Regions from separate parts of the Mus musculus genome. Here regions 1, 2 and 4 are each linked to region 3. Evidence: chromatin contacts called from public Hi-C, HiChIP or PLAC-seq and promoter capture Hi-C data. All regions are on one chromosome and are shown on one strand. Each heading gives the region's core, a stretch centred on a gene start, on an enhancer-like site or on the middle of the called end of the contact. The rest is flanking DNA. Distances are from core to core; before and after follow the strand shown.

Region 1 (2,700 bases), core at 59-2,558, 220 kb before region 3:
GCAACAGGTGCTCTTAACCACTGAGTCATCTCTCCAACATTTATATCTTAACTAGCATTTCTAGTTAATCTGACCTCTTATTACACAGTCCACATTATTTTTGTTTTAACCATCATCATATCATTATTAGCATCTCAATTTTAGGGTGTTTATGGAGAAGGAGCGTGTCCTTTTGAGTTGCTTTCACAAAACTATCAAGTACGGAGAGGAAGCATAGTGACTCACAGAGACTCCAGAATCAACAAACTAGGACATGCATCTTAAGCCCCCGACCCACCCATTTCCTCAACAGTGTCTTTTTATAAAGAAATGTATGCCCACTTTGAGTCACCTTTTTTGAATTTTTTAAAGTATGCTAGGCAAGTACTCTACCACTGAGCCCACCGCACTCACCCTTTAGCCCATTTCAATCTGAACTGGATGGGAATTGTAGTTCCTTAGAAATTACACCACACGCGCGCGCGCGCGCACACACACACACACACACACTTTCAGTTTTCCCTAAGTAGTATCTTCAAGACACATTAGTAGTAATAGGTTTTAAAAGATTAGAAAAAAAGGATTCCAGGCCAACACTAACAAAATCCTTAAAAACACCTGGTAAAGAAAGCACGCATACGTTTGCAGAATAAATTATCTGACAACTTATCTATAGTATTTTTATTTTTCACTAAAATGTCCGTGGTTTAAAGGGGGTGGGTGAAAGAAAAGAAAAGAAATGGTCACTAAACCACTATAACTCAGGATTGCTGGCCTGTCTCACTGATGATCTCTGACAAGTCCAAGGACTCGGCTGAATGACAAGAACAACAGCCAACCACCTGTAAGAGGACTGCCTGAAGGCGGAGCCAACGCCTCTCCCAGAAAGCAAGGTCTGTGCACACCAGAAAACGGGACAGATGCCGCCCTGTTATGGCTTGCTGTCCCCCTCTCCTCCCAGAAAAATACAAGCTAGTCCCAGTGACCTCCCAAAAAGACCCTAAATCCAGTAGTCAGCAAGGTTACTAACACTCCGGAAGTCCTTCGCAGGAAGTAAGGCTGCGCGGGCGGGGACACGATGCATCCTGGGAGATGTAGTCCACACTTGTGGCGCGCAGACGCAGTGGTAATGCAAGGTAGGCGTGCAGAACCCTGTGCGAGTTTAGTTTTCATTAATGATGTACTTTAAAAGGTATCAAAAAAAAGTCAGGTACTGGGGCCTAACGGCCTCGTTTCATATCACAGGGACAATCTATGAGTTCCTGCTAGACAGGAAGACTCGGTTTAGGAAGACAGTCCCTATCTAGTGGATCTGAAATAGATTGAGATAGCCCCCAAGTGGACAGTGAGGAGAAACCACATCTGTGCTATCAACAAACAGGTTGTTAAATCCAGGGAGGCAAGCCTTCCAAGGAGAGAAGTCCCACATCAGTCCCACTCTCTTTGAAATATAAGACTGCTATTGAAAATGTGTGTGTGTGTGTGTGTGTGTGTGTGTGTGTGTGTGTGTGTGTGTGTGTGTGTGCGCGCGCGCGCGCGCGCCAAAATCAAGATTAAAAAAGGTACCATCTGGAAGCTTAAACAGCAGAATGTTAAGATTAAGTTTTGGATCAAGAGATTACATTTCTGTTTCATGCATTTCATTATTTGGAAGGATAAAGAATCCCTTTTAGGTAGACTATGTCAAATGTAAAGCAAAGCATGTAGAATACATATTTTATACACCGGATATTTTCTACCATGTTATTTGAACATAATTTAAATTCATTCTCTCTCTCTCTCTCTCTCTCTCTCTCCTTCTTCTCCTTCTTCTTCTTCTTCTCCTCCTCCTCCTCCTCCTTCTTCTTCTTCTTCTCTCCTCCTCCTCCTCCTCCTCCTCCTCCTCCTCCTCCTCCTCCTCCTCCTCCTCCTCCTCCTTCTTCTTCTTCCCTCCTTTTTTTCTAATGGAACAACTCAGGAAAAAAAATTCTTTACAACGTGAATTCTAATTGTTGATAGCACTTGAACTATTAAGGATTTGTTAATATTATGTTTGTACTCTATGAGTTTGCTTAACTTGTTCTTTATTTCTTGTGTATTTTTTATAGATCCTTTAGGATTTTTTTCTTAATATGGACAACCTCGTCATCTTCAAATATAGTCTTTTTTATTTTTTCCAGCATGTGTGTTTTATATACTTTATTGCCTTGTTGCAATAGTTGGGACAGAAATGAGGGCAGTCACTACTGGCTTCTTCCTCGGATATAAAGAGAGAGCCGTTCAGTCTTTCCCAGAGGACTGGGTATTGACTATGGATTTGTTGTTATTGTTTCTCTGTTGTTATTGTATCTCTTTTACAGATATCCTAGGGGTTTTTTTGTTGTTTTTTTGTTTTTTGGTCTATTTTTAGGTTTCTGAAAGTTCTGAAAGTTACCGTCTAAGCTTGGTCAAATTCTTTTACTTGAAATGGTGGTGTGCTTTTGGGGTTGTTTTTGTGGTTGGTAGTGTTGATGTTGATTGACACACTTAGTTATATTGCTTGGTTTTTCAGAGTTCAAACAGGTCTTTCATCCCTAGGTTGAACACGGGGTAATGTTATTCCCATAAAATAAGTTAGAAGATACTTCCTCCTCTTTTCGTTCCTGTAGTTGTTTATGTACAATTTGTATCATTCTGTCTCCTGTTGATGCCATGGTTCTTTTCATGTATCAGTTTTGCTAGACTCACAGGACCCAGATATTT
Region 2 (2,700 bases), core at 43-2,542, 170 kb before region 3:
CCAGACCCATAGCTCCAGTTGTTTTCTTTGTACTATCTCAGACCTCTTTATATAGATAGTATGGAAATTACAATGGGCTAGCCTTTTCTCCACACATTAAAGAGCTAGTCTTTAAAGGTTTAATTTCATGTATATAGGTATTTAGCCCACGTGTATGCCTCTGCACCATGTGCATAAAATTCCCAAGGAGGCAAAAAGAGGCAGTTGGGTCCCCTGGAGCTAGTTACAAAAAATTGTGAGCTGCCATGTGGGTGCTTGGGTTCAAATCCAGTTCTTCTGAAGAACAGCCGACGCTCTTAACTGCTGAGTCATTTCTCCACCACCCTATCCCCTGTTAGAAAGCAGCTAGACAAAAACATTCGTGACACGCTCCTCCTTGTGTACAGGAGTTCCTTGATCCACTTTTGACCTTCACTTTAGAGAAGCTGTGGTTATTATGTAAACTTTGGAGGAGCTGAGTCCCCACCCCTTCCTGTATTCTTTGAGTATATTCTACCTATTTCTTTGGGTTTAAATCCTATCATATCAGAGGTTCTTCCACTTGCCAACACCTTAACATATTAGATTAAGGCCTTGTTGCATCCTCTGACTCTCTCAAATTAGACTGTGGGTTAAAATTATTTTAACTTTCACTTAGTTATTACAACAGCAAAAGTATTGACGACGACAACAACAACAACAACAACAACAAACCCTCAAATACACTGATAATTTTAAATCTGAATTTATGTTTTGAAATAAAATTGCAAGGTAACAAACTTTTATAAAATTGTCACATGGGAACACACTTTAAAATACCATCACATGCTGCATTCACTTAGAAAGCGTTAACAACAAAGCCAGTCTAAACAAGAATCTATCCGTTACAATGTGAGTTCCTTCCTTTCTTTGTGCAACAAGGAAGCTTAGGAGAAATGCTGCGAGAGCCAGCAGTGACTCAGCACCCCCATAAGGAGGCCAGGAGCAGAGCACAGTCTCCCTGAGGATGGACTGCAGCCCGCAGCTTCTCCACATGGGCTGCAGGGCTATTGCTGGATGCTTTCCAAGTCCTGTGTGCCCTGGCCCTTTCGTTTCTAGCACAGTATAAATATCACCATTATTTTTCCTTTCTTTGTAAACGTCAACAGAAAAGTCAGCATGCTACAGACTCTGGACATGGAGTCCAGTGAACTTTCTTCAGACTCTCAGCCCTCTGGGAAAGCCTTTTTGCAGAAGTTTGTGATCTGGTTCACTTTCCCACGTGGTAACTTGGACATCATCCACACAAACCAGAACTCACAAGGGGGGTGGGGTGAGGGGTGGGGAGTCCAGCTGGCAGGCCTTTTCTGAAGATGTGCCCATGGCTCTGCCAAGTCTCTGCTCTGGCTCAAACCACATTCTCTCCAACTACAGTAGATTTCATCTCTCCTTTTCTTAAGCTCTGTTTGACAACTGGTATTATAGTATATTCCTATAGAATTCCTGTACTTCATTCTAATAATCAACCATTTGAGGCTGTTACATAACAGCTCTTGAGATATTTTGCTGGTCTGTAAGACCGAGCTGATTTGTATAAGGATAAGTAAGAAACAAATGCTGATGGATTTTAGCACCTTGCCTTCAATGAGTCAACCAAGTTCGCACACGGTTTTCCTCTCACATAAATACTCAAGTTATTTTTGTTCCAGTAATAAAACATGATTTTTTTTTTTAAAATAACAAATACGTGTTGTGGACAACTGTCACAAAACCAGTAGCTATAATGCATGCTATGGTGGTCCAACTCTTCACTTCCATAAATCAGGTCCAAAACAAGGGTTCCAGCCTTTGACTCTGCTCATGGATTCAAGTTCTAAGACATTATCATTTGACATTATTGTTTCTACGTTTAACGAAAACTAGAACAACATTCTTAACATGAGTGGGGAGTATAAAATCATCAGTGGAAAAGCTGTACTGCTTCAAAATGACTTCAAAATTCATAGTATCGCCAAATCTTGCTAATTATAAAAGGGCAACTTTGTAATTTCATCTAGGATGATAGTACCATCATTGACAGTTACTTGCTCCTTATTAAATTAAATTTCATTTCAACTACCTGATGTCGAAGTTGAGGTAGCTGCACTGTGGCTGGCTGCATTGCTAGGCAGTGGTAGCGTACAAAGACCAGGAGGACCGTCAGATTAGATTTAAATGAGAGTCTCCCTGACAGCTTTCTCATTTGGCATAACAAAACAGAAACACGCCCCCCCCCACCCCCAATCATTCCTCTAGTGATAAAAGTACAGTTCTTTCGTGAGCATGGACACAATACACGGGATCTGTTTCTTTGCGTGGAAAGTGGAGTCCAGGGAGAAGGACTCGAATTCCGTTGCCACCTTCCTGTTAACGCGAGTGAGAATGTGCATAAATTCTAGCTTGTGCGCGTACAGCTTCAGCATGCTGCAAAGGGACTGGATGAACCACGACCCGTCCTTTGAATTTCTCCAGGAATAGTAACCTAGGAGGCAAAAATACGAAGGACTGTATCTTCTATTACACCACAGCATCACTCTGGAGGAGTCTACACATTTTCATATAACCAGAACGATCCAGACAGACATAAGCTTCCTCAGTCTTAGAAGCCACACAAAGGAAAATAATTAGCAACCCTGGACTCCAGACCTCACTGCTCTCTGCTGGAAAAGAAAACGCAGATCAATCAGGACTGACTACTGTTGG
Region 3 (2,700 bases), core at 144-2,643:
ACCTTCTCCAGTCATATAATTTTAGCTCAAGATCTCAATGCAGACCTTTTACAAAGAACCAGCCTCCCACCACAAAGGGATTTCCTTCAGCTGAACTACAAGAAAAAACATCTCCCAGGATCCGGCCCTGTCTGTTTTCTGTTGTCACACCTCACCACATTGCTCCAAACCGATGGTTCCTTTCCGTTGCTCCCATTCTTAACCTTGCCCATTGCAGACCTTCAGTTCTTAACTTTGGTGAACTAGAAGGGTTTGGATGATTTCTGAGTTACGCTAATAATTTTCATTGGGCTAACCACAGATTACGTTTTGAAACGTGTATCCCAGAAACATAATCAAATGTCAAGTCCTTAAAGGGAAGACTAGAGATGGATACTCACAGTTCCAAGAGGAAGCATTTTCATAACGGCCATTCTTAACTAGGTTCCATAACCATGAGCTTGAGCGGTGTGGCAAGATGGTCTGTAAGCTCGGGCATAGTGCAGTGATTAGATGGAGCTGCCTTCTCTAGATTCTAATCCATGTGATCTTTTAAGTCCTGTATCAGCACTCGGGGTCTACGTTTCAAGGTGATAAATATCATTTTTGCTCCCTAATTTAAAAAAAAATTAAAAGCCAGATTGCCTTAAATCAATGACTCCATCACCACTGTGTGTAGTGGCTCTGGGAGCTCCTCTTGGAGACACCGCGAGAATTTCTACTTATGACATCGGGCTCTGAGCGCTGCTTCTGACCCTCCTCGAACGCTCGGCGCAGGGGCACGTCACAGAGCGGCACCGGGACAGTCCGTGTCCACGCGCGGTGAGTGCGCGCCTCACAATCCCCGCCTCTGGGGGTACGAGGGATGCGGTGGCGGAGACGCCAGGGTCCCCAGCAAGCAGGACCACCTCTCGGCACCTGAGCCGGGGAGGGAAGGTCCCAGCCGCCACACCAGCCAGGGACCGTGCAGAGAGGAACCTCTTGACTCCGCGGTGCACCAGCCCCGCGCGCGCACGGCCCGCGGGGGAACCCGGGCTCCGGCACCGGAAGCGGCGGCCGCCGGAGCGGCCCCAGAGCCTCCCGAAGCCGAGGGAAACGAGGCCGTGGAGCCCAGGCCGGAAAAGCGGAACGTCCCGCAGAGCCGCGGGGAGGTTCTCCCGTCTCGGCCCGGCTAGGGTCGCCTTGGCCGACTCGCGGCCCTTCGCGGCTGGCGCACTCACCTCCTCCGCTGCCCGGGCTGCTCCACAGGCGGCTGTCACTGCAATCCACGAACTGCCCCGCGCCGGGTTGCGATGCTATTTAAGGAGTCGCGGCCGCAGCTGCTCTCTTGGCTGCGCCACCGGCGTTGCAGCAGCAGCAGCAGGGCCGGGCGGCTGGTAGTGCGCGTGCCGTGCCACGCCGCCCCGCCCCGTCCGCAGGCTCCTCCCCGCCCCATCTCTTAGCGCGCCCACTCCCCCTCGCCAGCTCCTCCCCTCCTGTCGCACAGGTCGAGGCTGTCCCGCCCCATCACACCCACCGCTCCTCTCAGGTCCCGCCCCATCGGCGCCATTCCCGCCTCCCAAGCCCCGCCCTATCTGGGCTGATCCAAGCCCCTCAGACCCGCGGTGCCTCTCAGGCCACGCCCACCAGCTCCAGTCCTTCCCCTCCGGCCGCGCCTCCTCGGTCTTTTGCCCCGCCCCTTAAGGCCCAGTCCTCCTTCAGGTCCCGCCCAGTCCTGCTGACTCCGCCTCTCCCTCCAAAGCCGCAAGGTGGGCGTGGCCTCCCTCAGGTCCATGAGCATGGCTGTCAGCAAGCAAAAGCCACTAAGGTCACCCAAACTGCCCTCTAGTTTCACAACGAATCTGAGGTAGGGCAAAGGGTAAATCTGGAAGTCTCCTGAACCCTGATAATGTGATGCTATGGAATGTTGCAGGTGCCCTTTAGCTCTTCCATCCTTAACATTCTTCCACAGCTGACACCTTGGCATAGCCTCTCTGCTTGCTTCTCTGCTTGGAGGGACCACGGTAGCTGAAGAAGTCCCATCTTTCTTTAGCACAGATATACACGAACCCCTTTAATCCAGTTTCACCACGGTCCCCACACCAAGTTTCGCCACAGTCCTTGGCTAGGAATACAGGACTTCCGCAATATCCTGGCCATGAGGCATCTCTGGACAACCCAGGCCCCTGTGTGGTTCAAGTGAAAAGCAGACTTAGTCGTTGCTCAAGGACGGTGTCCACCTGCCAAGTTTTAAAGGCTTGTCTGCCCTGCTCAGCCTTGGCTCTGTAGACTTGACAAATCCCTTGGGAAAACCTTTTAAGGGCTACCAACGGCCAATGCAAGGCCAGTAGGATGGCTCACTGGGTTAAAGCCCATGCCTGTCACAAAGCCTGAAGTGCAATTCTCAATCCTCAGGACTGTGAGTTACCATGTGCGCATGTAACCCTTCTTCAAACGTCATTTTAAAAAATCTTAAAGATACCCCAAAGCTTTAAGATAATCTTTTAAAAGGTTAAATACTAGAGCCATCACTGTTGCTCAGTGTCCAGAACTGGTCAGTGTGGTTAAGGTAAGATGTAGATCATGCTAACATTTTGAATGGGAAAAAAAAAAGGTCAATATAATTGTTGCCAGGTTCACCTCATGCTATTGCATGAAGACAGTCATCCAGGTACAGGAGGGTTTGCTCCCAGCATTAGATGGAAGTCTTTCTAATATTGCCTTAAATTTGAGGGACAATTA
Region 4 (2,700 bases), core at 170-2,669, 140 kb after region 3:
GGTTGTTTCTTTTTTTTTTTTAAGTTTACAAATAATCCCAAAAACAATACAACAAATTCAGCTTAGAGCTTTGGGAAGGAAGGAAGAGGATGGAGAAAGAGGAGGGTGTACAGAGGGGAACTAGAAATGGTTTCTGTCTACAGCTGTATCAAATGGGCCACATGAGACATGCTGATTAAGTGGCTAATTGTGAGAGCACTGTTCCTCATAGTACTCTGACGTGTTCTTGGCTTTGAGGTCTTTGATAAGGAAAGGGAAAGAATTTTGATGGCATACAAATTTCTGTCCACCAATGCGCAGAGACCAACAGCCCCCCAAAAAATATTAGAGACTTCAACTGACAACGTCAGCCAGCCTTTTCTAAAACCCTCTTTTGAGAATGTCAACTGTTAACAGCTCAACATGAAGGCTAAGTAGGTTCCAGCAAACATTGACAAAAGTGTGTGGGTTGGGTTTTCTTTCCCTTCCTTAATGACAGAATTGGCCCAGAGCAAAGCATTATGGACCCACCCAGTTGGCTTTTCTAACCAGCAGCCAGAGGAGGTGCCTCCTGATGAGTGACAGCTGGCAGTGTCCCTGGGGCAGGGCAGGTCCTGGGAACAAGGGAAAAGGTTATTACAGGTCAGGAAAGAGCAGGTGTGGAAACAGGGCCTGGCGTGAGCTTGGTCCCAGCAGGTACCAAGTATCAGAACTAAGAAAATGATCGCTGGAGCAAAAAGAACCATGTGTTTGCCTGGGGAGGGGGGGGGGTAGTGACATGGATTCTCTATTCCAATTTTGCTGCAAGGGCCTGAATCCAGGGCAGAAACACCACTGAGCTGCATCTTGCCAAAACGGGGCTTAGCCATCCGTGTCACTCTCCGCGTCAGCGTCTTGAGATGGGATGGCTCCAGATCCACCATCCCAGCTCAAGACCTTTGAGGATACATGAATCCAGTTACAGAACTCCATTTAGAAGACACAGGGAGATGTCCCCCAGTGACCCTAAATACTCTCAGTTCTGTTCCTGCCCATTGACAATAGTAGCCTGATGATGGGGTAAATGGTGGGACCTGGTTCTAGTCACTGTCCACTATTCTACCAGAAGAGTGGTCTGAGATGGGGTTCCCTTACGCCCTCCCCTTGAGTCTAAAACGAGCTCACTTCCTAGGCCTTCCCCTTGCAGCTTTACACAGAAAACCCATATGCCTGGGGTGTCTTTCTTTAGCTTGTCAACTCTCTAGGAGAGCCTCTGGTGGGAATTCCATCCCCAGGCCAATCTACCTCATCTCAAAATCAAGTTCAGATCATCATCTCTTCTCCCCTTTAGCAGTGTTCCTGTCTTGGATACAGATATTTCCTCAGGTACCAGGCTCAGTGCCGCCTGCCTCTCGTTGCCTCTGCATCCAGCTAGTGATGGAGCCCTGCCAATATTCCCCAGGCGTGTCCTCTTCATGACTGCTCGTCCCAGATAAAGCTGCAGGCCAACCACTCAGGGATGTAATGGTTATAAGGTTCACTGAACATCCTTTGTTCTTGGTCCTCGTGGGCACATGGCCTGGGAGCATACTAAAATAGAAAAACCAGGGCCAGAGAGAGGGCTCAGGAGTGAAGAACACCTCTAGCTCTTGCAGAGGACCAGGGTTCAGTTCCCAGCACCAATATGGTGGCCTATAACCATCCATAACTCTAGTTACAGGAAGTCCACTGTCTTCTTCTGATCTCCATGGACACCGGGCATGCATGTGATGCCCAATATATATGCAGGCCAAACACTCACACTTAAATAAATCCATCTGAAACAGAGAAACTTAGGTCTTGCCATCACACCACTGGGACAGAATCTCTGGAGGTGGGACTGGAGAATCTGACTCCAAATTTGAACCCTGGTACCTAAGCACATTCTAACAGGGTACTCCACCCCCCACCCCCGTGATAGTGGGTGATACCCAAATGGCACAGTGATAAAGTAGACCTTTTTTTTTTTTTTTTTTTTTTTACTTCAGAGACAAGTTTGACCACTTCTTGGTTGTGTAATAGATAATATGTCCCCTAAAAGCTCCAGTTCCCTTGTCAGTCAAACGGGAGTCAATGAGAGGATTAAATAGACACAGTCCACTGCTTAGACACTAGACACATGCTTTCTGACTTCACAGCGGTGGAAGCAAGATGCACATCCAGTTGGAAATACACATTGATTTTAAAATCAGAGCTCTCCATGAGGTAGCAAGATGTGGTCCAACCCTCCAAGATGCTGGGCAGCGACAGCAAGCCACATGGTTACAGAGGGACAACCAACACTACAGAGGACTGTGCTGTCCAGCTCTGATATTCAGCAGACTCGCCCTACTCCATGCACTTCTGATAGACAGTGTTTCTCTAGCTTCTGCTGGGCTTATTGGTGTGCAAGAAGGAAGCATCCATGAGGAAAGTCCCATGAATCATCTAGACCAGTGTAGGCACAACGTAAGGCCATGGTGCTCCAACTCAGTGCATAAGCCATGAGTGGACTTTTCAATTCAGAATACCGTTTTCTGTACACACACACACACACACACACACACACACACACACACACCTGTGTGCAAGTGTATGCAATTAGAGCTCACTAATTTGCTAAATGGACTGGCCAGTAAGTCCCAGGGGTCCCCCTGCCCCATTTTTCCAGAGTTGCTGCTGCAGCTGGCTTTTCAAATGAGTGGTGTGGCTCCATTCAAGCTC

Evidence for each region. Promoter capture Hi-C pulls out the DNA fragments that hold promoters and counts their contacts. A called contact is a pair of places that touch in the nucleus more often than the background predicts. HiChIP or PLAC-seq counts read pairs in DNA pulled down with a chosen protein or histone mark.
Region 1: a contact with region 3 is called in a Hi-C map of uterus, with 4 times the contacts expected there. The contact joins the enhancer-like site here to the promoter of Acsl1 in region 3. A contact is called at or near these places in 2 of 39 promoter capture datasets (neutrophils and pre-B cells), 4 of 484 Hi-C or Micro-C datasets (CD4 T cells, LSK cells, memory CD8 T cells and 1 more), 1 of 115 datasets of contacts at active chromatin or transcription factors (astrocytes) and 1 of 9 other capture datasets (adipose tissue).
Region 2: a FOXA1 HiChIP or PLAC-seq map of pancreatic cancer cells shows a contact between it and region 3. The contact joins the enhancer-like site here to the promoter of Acsl1 in region 3. A contact is called at or near these places in 3 of 39 promoter capture datasets (fetal liver, neutrophils and stem cell-derived epiblast-like cells), 1 of 484 Hi-C or Micro-C datasets (beige adipocytes), 1 of 115 datasets of contacts at active chromatin or transcription factors (pancreatic cancer cells) and 2 of 9 other capture datasets (adipose tissue and pancreatic islet).
Region 4: a promoter capture Hi-C map of liver shows a contact between it and region 3. The contact joins the enhancer-like site here to the promoter of Acsl1 in region 3. A contact is called at or near these places in 14 of 39 promoter capture datasets (the 3T3-L1 cell line, 3T3-L1-derived adipocytes, the C10 cell line and 8 more), 1 of 15 datasets of contacts at CTCF or cohesin (large pre-B cells), 15 of 484 Hi-C or Micro-C datasets (the G1E-ER4 cell line, the N1E-115 cell line, bone marrow-derived macrophages and 7 more), 15 of 115 datasets of contacts at active chromatin or transcription factors (the 230-238 cell line, SST interneurons, bone marrow-derived dendritic cells and 9 more) and 2 of 9 other capture datasets (adipose tissue and liver).

What each region holds. Positions count from the first base shown.
Region 1 is chr8:46,685,354-46,688,053 of GRCm38.p6, reverse strand. No RefSeq gene overlaps it. Among named protein-coding and RNA genes, the nearest start is that of Gm31111, 7.7 kb to the right of the region's middle. Within about 2 kb of position 1,308, at least 439 of the 459 cell types and tissues checked have an H3K27ac peak or open chromatin away from gene starts, as enhancers often do. A contact at or near this core is called in LSK cells, adipose tissue, astrocytes and 4 more, where this site is marked.
Region 2 is chr8:46,637,698-46,640,397 of GRCm38.p6, reverse strand. Casp3 (caspase 3) reads right to left here. Exons shown (of 7, transcript NM_001284409.1): 7 at 700-2,479. The coding sequence ends at 2,250. Among named protein-coding and RNA genes, the nearest start is that of Casp3, 22 kb to the right of the region's middle. Within about 2 kb of position 1,292, at least 154 of the 459 cell types and tissues checked have an H3K27ac peak or open chromatin away from gene starts, as enhancers often do. A contact at or near this core is called in adipose tissue, beige adipocytes, pancreatic cancer cells and 1 more, where this site is marked.
Region 3 is chr8:46,469,730-46,472,429 of GRCm38.p6, reverse strand. It overlaps Acsl1 (acyl-CoA synthetase long-chain family member 1), which reads right to left and starts at 1,393. Exons shown (of 21, transcript NM_007981.4): 1 at 1,200-1,393. It overlaps Gm31050 (a long non-coding RNA gene), which reads left to right and starts at 1,380. Exons shown (of 2, transcript XR_378936.3): 1 at 1,380-1,825; 2 at 1,931-2,439.
Region 4 is chr8:46,330,725-46,333,424 of GRCm38.p6, reverse strand. No RefSeq gene overlaps it. Among named protein-coding and RNA genes, the nearest start is that of Gm39168, 30 kb to the right of the region's middle. Within about 2 kb of position 1,419, at least 19 of the 459 cell types and tissues checked have an H3K27ac peak or open chromatin away from gene starts, as enhancers often do. A contact at or near this core is called in the N1E-115 cell line, hepatocytes and liver, where this site is marked.